Regions from separate parts of the Mus musculus genome. Here region 2 is linked to region 1. The links are chromatin contacts, called in public Hi-C maps. All regions are on one chromosome and are shown on one strand. Each heading gives the region's core, a stretch centred on a gene start, on an enhancer-like site or on the middle of the called end of the contact. The rest is flanking DNA. Distances are from core to core; before and after follow the strand shown.

Evidence for each region. Hi-C and Micro-C count contacts between places; a contact is called where the count stands out from the background.
Region 2: a contact with region 1 is called in a Hi-C map of the N1E-115 cell line, with 2.1 times the contacts expected there. The contact joins two enhancer-like sites. A contact is called at or near these places in 1 of 484 Hi-C or Micro-C datasets (the N1E-115 cell line), 1 of 115 datasets of contacts at active chromatin or transcription factors (embryonic stem cells) and 1 of 9 other capture datasets (embryonic stem cells).

Annotation. Positions count from the first base shown.
Region 1 is chr12:12,678,581-12,682,577 of GRCm38.p6, forward strand. No RefSeq gene overlaps it. Among named protein-coding and RNA genes, the nearest start is that of Gm34637, 11 kb to the left of the region's middle. Within about 2 kb of position 2,266, at least 117 of the 459 cell types and tissues checked have an H3K27ac peak or open chromatin away from gene starts, as enhancers often do. A contact at or near this core is called in the N1E-115 cell line, where this site is marked.
Region 2 is chr12:13,023,332-13,027,663 of GRCm38.p6, forward strand. No RefSeq gene overlaps it. Among named protein-coding and RNA genes, the nearest start is that of Gm35208, 38 kb to the left of the region's middle. Within about 2 kb of position 2,785, at least 44 of the 459 cell types and tissues checked have an H3K27ac peak or open chromatin away from gene starts, as enhancers often do. A contact at or near this core is called in the N1E-115 cell line, where this site is marked.

The sequences.
Region 1 (3,997 bases), core at 1,016-3,515:
AGAGCTATTAGCACTTGATGCTGATTTAAATCTGACCCCCAGCTGTGGTTTGCTTGAAATGACACTAGGAATTGTAAGACCACATGGCTCCACATAAGCTCACATGGCATGTTACCCAGGGGGAGCCATGGAGGCAGAACATGAAGCAGAAACCTTGGCCACTGAAGATGAGGCCAAGCTGGCCAATAGAGACTGTTGGGAACCACACTACCCCCAGGAGTACAGATTCTCTTTGCCTTGCAAGTACTCTGCAGCCCGGCAAACTGCTGTGGTCCAGAGAGGTACAATGAGTTCTAATAGCTATGTGGCTGAATGAGTTTAGGAGAGGTCGGCTAGCGGAGAGCTCGACTCTATGAAAGGTCTCCAGCTTCCTTTGCTTTGGGACTCCATTTCAGCAAGGTCTCTAGGCTGCTTGTTCCCAGGGCCTCCTGGGAATTCTCGAGTCCACCAGAGCCCTTGCCTGCTGTCCTAGGCCAACAGAGATAGAATGCCTCCACGAGAAAAGCACTTGGGCTCCATCTCTCTGTCTGGAGCGACCGAGTCCCTCTGTTTCACCCTTGCAGCCTTACCTCACCCCCACCCCCATTGTTTGAAGGAGACGGTCGATGACTTTTTCTTATGGTAGAATGAGGTCACAGAGTGATGCTAACCTGCCTCACAAGCTATGCTTGCTCTCCTATTGATTTAAAACGTCACCAATGCCATGGTCGAGAACAGCCTAACAGGACAATTAGAATTTCCTTCTTAAATTGTAGTTGCTGCTGCTGCTGCTGCTAGTGTGTGTGTGTGTGTGTGTGTGTGTGTGTATACAAGGGTGTGTGGAGCACACACACAACGAATGTGTGCCTCCTTCCACCCTTATATGGGTCCCAGGAATGGAACTTGGGTCATCAAGCAAGTGTGGCAAGCACCTTTATCTTCTGAGCCATTTTATTGGCCCCAGGATTCTTTTTTCATCCTTACAGTCCTATTAACAATCCAACACTGTTGAAGCTCTGAAAGAGTCAATGGCACCCAGTGTCGTCAATCCAGGAGCATCATATGAGTGGTCTCCAAAGTCAGTGCTTCTCAGCACACCTCCAGTAGGTGTCTGTCTACACTGGTCATGCACGATATGGCTTCTGGACCTGTATCTAACTCCTTCCCTTTGTTTATATGTTAAGGACAATTTCTTCAGATAAAGAAATCCATCTGAAATTCATAAATACCAAGCAGTACATGATGCATAAGAACAGTCACCAGCAATCTGTTAAAGCCACTGAATTCCGTGTGCATTTGCATGTATGTATGCGCATGTTCATGTGGATTCAGGCACACTTGTGTACATACCTGTTTATGCGTATATATGCAAATGGAGCTGGAGGTTAAAGGGCAATCTTCAGGTGCTCTCTACATTTTTTTTAAATGGCAGATAGTTTAGCATTCTGCAACTTGCTGAGGGGGTGGGCTAAGAAGTCCCAGAAACCCACCTGCCTCCTCCCTAACACTGAGATTCCAAGTGTGCACAACCACACCCAGCTTGTTTTTAATGTGAGTTCTGGGAATCATGTCCTTGTGCTCCCAAGGTAAGCGCTTATTGATGAGCTATCTCCCAAGCCCCTCGACTGAGTTCTTAAGGGACCACCGAATGGCTAACTCAAAAGCAATAATTGTGCCCAAAGACGTAAACTCTGACCCAGAAGACAACGCTTCTCAATGTTATCAAGAAATCTCCGTTGCACAGACAAGTACTGAAGAGATCCGGCTTGGCTCAGCAATAGCATTTGTCACCAAGGAGTGTATCCTCCTTTCTGCCTATCAGAAAATGCCTGCAACCTCACCTCCAAGCACAGGCATAGGCAAGCACACATACACACGCACACGCCCCCACTCACACATACACACACTGTGGAAGCTAGCCGGCAGCCCAGCCCACTTGATCTCTCTTCAAACCCAGAGAGCCCTTGCTGACTCCACAAACCCTGGTCTACACCCCGGCTGTAGGCGGCTCTTGACTGGCAGAGCTGCAAGCCAGGGTATCTTTGTAGGGAACAACACCCTGCCAGGCTAGACTGTAACCTGCTGATGCGGTGTAACCTCACCAGCACTGTGGAGATGCCACATCTGGAGTCTTTCCCGGGATTTTCACTCGAGTTCCGTTCAATAGCTACCCTGTCTTTGGTGTGTTAGCACGTTGATGAGGCTGGCACTCTGTTCAGACATTCAGCCTATCTCTTTCCCCAGGGCTGCGTGACTCCCGTGACTCCTCCCCCAGACACAAACCTCCTTTCAGCCGCGCTGAGACTCTAAGCCCTCTCCCCTTCAGCTAAGAGCCATTGTATCAGCTGTGATTTATGTACAGGCCTTTGTTGGACTCCTGGTTTTGACAGTCTCTGTGTTGTCGAATGGTAATAATTACGGGGCCTTTCATCCTTTATTTACGGGATTGCTCTGGGGGAGAGAGGCCTGGCAATGGGGTGGGGGAGTGCGGGGGGGGGGTGCCGGGGGGTGCCGGGGGGTGCCGGGGGGAGAGGCTCTTTTTCTGAACCTCGATACAGAACCAAAGGAGTAGGGGTGCTTTGGAAGTTATAAATAGCAGCTCAGAGAATAAAGAAGTCACCTCTGCAGGCTAAGGGAGCTTACAGAGGACAAAGGACTCCGAGAGCTGGGAACACTGTGCTGCTTGGAGACTGACAGGGCTAAATCGGGCGTTTCCAGGGTCCTGCCCCTTGTTTTCAAGCAGCAGAGTTTCATCTGAACTCAGGTCTCTGACTGAGGTGACAGGGATGTAGCTTCATTTCACTCAGCCTGCGAGGAAGCCTCCTCTCTGCCTGTGGGGATGTCCTTCCCTACCTCCACAAGCCCTTCTCAGATAGGTCTAGAGCTTTCTGAAGCTCCCGTATTACCCAGGGCTCACTTGTGAGTAGCCTAGGTCACATGGATGCTTCTGGACAATAGGAGTGGACAGAAGGATGCTGGGACTGGAGGCCAGGTGCTCAATGGCGATTAATGCTCAAAAAGACACAGCAGAGGAAAATGCTAGACCAGCAATGAACTTGAATGTGCGAAATTAACCTTAAAGTCCTGAGCCGCTAAGATTTCTGGGTTTATCTGTTCCTGGAGCACAGTCACTTATCTGATCAGCTTTGTAGCTGTCCAGCTTGGGCATAGAGATACCAGGGGCCATCCACTACCCTCAGAGTGTTCTCAGTCTGAGGGAGGAGGCAATATCAGGATAAATATGAGGGATGGCCACAGTGGAGGACTAGCACTGTGTGAACACAGAGAAGGTTATCTTGCCAGATCTGTGGTACCAGGAGTGCTCCCTGGAGTCAAGTGTCTTGTGAGGGATCTCGGAAAGCAGGTCTCAGGCAGTGGAGCAGACATAGCCGTGGGGACTTGGGGCAGGGAAATAACAGAGGACTGGCATGGACAAGAGTGGTGGTGCTGTCATGGACAACACTGCCAGGAACTCCAAGACAACCTAGTGCTGACTCACTGAGAGCCCCTGGACCTGGGGAAAGGAACAATTAGTACAGCTGGTTTTCGTGGGCGCTGCCAACGACTGGGGAGGATGTGGACAAGAACATGGATGTGGATCATACGGAGAATAAGGATGTGGGGATGGGGAAGCACAAGAAGACAGAGCACAGATAGGATGTGGCTGTCAGACTGGATGTGGTCCAGGGGGGATGAGAATCACAGGGAAGGATGCGGCCCATGGGGAGGATGCAGATCAGAGGCAGAACAAGGATCAATCAATGATGCTTACAGTGTATACAGGTAAAGCACAGACCTGTGGATCTCAGAGAGGGACGAGCAGCACATGTAAGTGCTTGGTTATCAGTTGCCACTGGCTTCAGGGAGCTGAACTTTTTGCTCCTTCAACTTCTGAAGGCCAGAGACCTTATCCAGGAAGACAAATGATAAAAGATACCACACATACCTGAGCATCATAGACTGCAGCTTTCTTACCTTATCTCCCATCTGAGTACTAACTAAGACCCACCTTGCTGAG
Region 2 (4,332 bases), core at 1,535-4,034, 350 kb after region 1:
TACCAACTTGAAGTCATTTCCACAAACACAAGAACACCTCCATTCTTTTCAGAGAACCACCACAGCGAGTAGGGGTCCTCTTTTCCTCACGTTTCATATTCATGCATTCAATTAGAAGATATTTTTCTACAATGGCTCAATATTTTAACATTCACTGCCTTCCATTCTTGATGCTTCTCCCTAAATGATACAGCATAGCAGCTAGTTACCATATTAACATATACATTGTATTTGGAATCAGAAGTAATTATGACATTGTTTGTAGGATGTATAGATAGTGTCCTTGGGCTGTATATAAATGCCATATTGTTTGAATAAGACACTTCAGCCCCTATGGATTTTGGTGCCCTGGAGCCAGTTTCCTGGGGATGCCAATAGATGACTGTGTTCTTATAACCTGCATTGTGCAGGTGAGAAGAAGGAAAGAGAAATGAAGAAACTGAACCACACAGCTGAAAAGTGGCAGGGCCTTGTACCACACTGCTGAGAAGCAGTCCTCTTGTGTGCACCAGTCCAGTTTCTCAGTGGGTGTCATCGTTCTAAATTTACAGAGAAGGGGGCAGTTTCAGAGAGAGCCAGCAGTGACTGGAGACAATGAAAACTAAGGAGGTGGTTATGTGCACACTATTTAGTGCCATCTGAAATGGCTTTTAATATAGGACCGGGGCTGTGTGCCAGAGAGGCTCAAGGAGGGAATCATAGAAAGACAACAAGAGAAGGATCACATCCTTCAAGGTTAAAGGGTTTTGTCAGGCAGATGGGTTGAAGGTTGGTGCTCTTCATGTGTAAGTACAGGAGACCAGAAAAGCGGTGTCCTACAAGGACAGAAGTAATGTGTGATGGAAAACAGGAGGATGGGTAGTGGTGGAGGAGGGAAGAGACAGGACAAAGTGACCTTCCTGGCAAGAATATTCCTCCTTCACTTAAAGACCTCAGATGTCATCCTAGGGATCCAGAGAGCCTGACAGGATAGCACCTGCACATTTTGATCTTGGGACAAGAGGGTGGCAGTGCTGAATAGAGAAGGTCAGGTTGGGAGCCTCCCCTCGGCGCCTCCAGCCTGCTGCAAATTTACACGTGACTCTTCTAGGGCAAACTGAAGCTGCTTCCTGCAGATTTAATTCAGTGTCAGCTGCAAAGCTCTATTAACTAAATTGGCCATCAACCTGCGTGTCTGTTCCACATAATGGGGTTTTATACAAAACGAGTTTTTCACTGCGTTAAAAAAGTGTCATGTTTGAATCAAAACTTATTCTATCGCTCAAGCTAATGAAAGCCCCGAACAAGAGCTGATCAATGGGTCCTGAGGTGTTTCCATGGAAACAGGAGCAGAGAGGCAGTGCTCCTAGGTGATGCTGCAGGGTGCTCATTGGCAGGACCCCTCCCCCCATCCAGTCCACCTGAGGTACTGAGACCTGGAGGTGTACACAGAGCAGGGACTCAGACCCAGTATTAGGTTCAGGAGGTCCCTCAGCCTGCTTGGGGCTGATTAAAAGCTGAGTGAAGCTCAGGTGCTGCCATAGTTAAATTCCTATTTGAGGATGTATTTTTAACCTGGCCTTGTGGTAAAGACCCCTAATCCCAGCAAGACCAATAAAACCAGTTACTCAGAAGGCTGAGGCAGGAGGATAGAAAATTCTGAATTTGCCCAGGTTCTAGAATTAGGTCAAGCCCAGGCTGGATAACTCAGTAAGGCCTTGTCCCAGAGTTAAAAGCAAAAATAAGCCGGGCTGCAGCTCAGTGGCGGGGAGCTTGCCCAGCATGCACAAGGCATAACTTTACTCTCCAACACCATCAAAACACAAACAAACAAAAACCGCAAGTATATGATGTTGGAGTTCCCCTGGGCCTTCAGAGTTTCAACTTGAAAGTCTCCCACATGCTGACCACTCAGCGAGTAATCGTCTTATTTTATTTACTACAGGAGACTGGGGCCAGAATATTGAGAGTTGGCATCAAGCTTTAAGATGGAGCCTCACTGCAGGTCTGGGGAGTCACTCCCCACCTCTGGCCGTAGGTTCCCCACCTCTAAACATAAGGTACAAGTGAGCTTCTGTATGGGAACCCAAGAAATACGAATTCCCGTGTCATTCTGCAGATGGTAGACCCTCTGATGGTTAGTTTCTCCATCCATGGTCTCTCATATCCTGCTTCTTCTGTCTAGGCTAAGACTTGGGCCAGCACATAGGCAGCCTTGAGGTCAGGGTGACTCCCACCTAGGTGCTATGAGTAGAGAGGATGGAGTGTTCCTTCTGCCTGTGTGTTAATATCCCACCTGCAAGATGGAGGACTTTTAAAAAAAGATATCAGAAGCTTCAGGTTGCCAACCACACCTACTCAGGCGCCCTTCCTGGGACTTCTTCCCTATCTCACATCAAGGGAGGCCTTGAAGTTGCCATCTTCCTGCCTTAGTCTTCAGAGTAGCTGGGATGATCACAGGCCTGTACTATTACCAGGGGCAGTCAAGGTGAGTATAACCACTGTCACCTTACACACATATGACACTGTCAGGGGAGATTCTTTCAAGCTTCCTTCACCACTAAGTGACACACATGTCTCCAGAATCCTGCCTTTGTTCTTTAAAAACAAACAAACAAACAAACAAACAACAACAATCAGAACCAACCAAGCAAAAACAACAACAACAACAACAACAAAAAAGACAATCACAGTGGCTGCTAAAGCCAGCATTGTCAGGCTTTAGCTGTTGCTTTGAAACCTGCCTTCTGGGCTGGCCTGTGTGAGCTGCTGTGAAGCCTGGCTGTCTGCCACGAGTCCACTCAATTTACCCACATGACCACATGGCTGGGGCCTGTCTTGTGAGGAACGTAAGGCCAGTGAATGGCCCACTCTGTACCAGGAACCAGGGTCTGATTCAATTTAAACCTGCCTGTTCAGGGACCAGCCTAGGGCAAGAAAGCCTGCTTCTTTTCTGAGAAGCATAGGCAAGCTTCAGCCAGAGGCCCTGTAATCAGGTTTGCAGGGGTAACATCAGACCCAGCACTGGCCCCCCGCCCCATTATCACCCGCCTTTGTGGGGTCAGTGTGGTGGCACGCCTGCCCTGTGGCCTCATAAAACTCTTCTTTTCCCCTTAATCAAATCCGGCTTCCAGCCTGGCATTCCCCTGGCCTGAAGTCATCTCCGTGGGGAGAGGATCTGTGCTGGGTGTTAGGCACACAGAACTAAAGGCAAAGATGGCTGAGAGAGGAACCCAAGAGGTCATTTATAGCACACCCTGCAGAGGCAAGATCTGAGGTCAGAATGGAACAATTTGCCTTTGCAAATGTCACAGGCCAGGGCATGGAAAGATCAGGGACCTGAGAGCCACAGGCACACGGTACCTAACATAATCTAGACCAGCAGCTCTCAACTTGTGGGTCAAGACTTCTGGGGGGAGGGGCTGTCGAAAAACCTCACAAGACTCACCGAAGACCATTGAAAATCCCAGATAGTTATATTATGATTTACAACAGTAACAAAATTACAGTTATGAAGTAGCAATGAAAATACTGTTATGGCTGGAGTTCACCACAGCATGAGGGACTATACTAAAGGGTCTCAGCATTAGGAAGAGTGGGATCTGCTGGTTTGAATGGAGGGACAAGTGCATGCTGAACACAGGGAGAGATTGCACGAAGACAAAAAACTCCTGAGAGACCATAGATGCCGCCTACCTCTCCAGAAATGGGGGCTCCTGTAGGAAGTGGTAGATAGGGGAGGAGGGTGTGCCTTTTAGGGAAGATCATTCTAGTCTCAGAGGCTCAGGGTACAGTAAGTCATATCACACAGGATCCTTGCCACCCTCTGAAAAGCCAGTTTGAAGACACCACAGTGAGCAAAGGGTTAATAATAGGTACCTGCCCAGAATCAGAACACACACACACACACACACACACACACACACACACACACACACACACACACACGCAGTCCATGTCAGGATCTCAGCAAAAGCCTCCACAGGGGAGCTTTTGATGAATGTTCAACAAGAAAGTCAACGATCAAGATTAGCTCCCCAGTTGGGGTGGTGGTGCACACCTAATCATTACAGTGTGGGGCTGGTAGAGGCAGGAGGATCAGGTATTCAAAGTCATGCTTAACTACATAACGAGTTTAAGGCCACCTTGGGCTGCAGGAGATCAGGCCTTAAAACAAAACAAAAGGAAAAAAAAAACCAACAAAAAGATGAGAAACCCAACTAAGTTAAATCAAAATGTTATATCTTTAGAGAGATGGAAAGAGCCCTGTTTCTGACTAGAGAGAGGAGGGTTGGACCACTCAGACAGTGAAAGAGCATGCAAAGATTTCTAGATTGGGGGGTGGGCAATGTC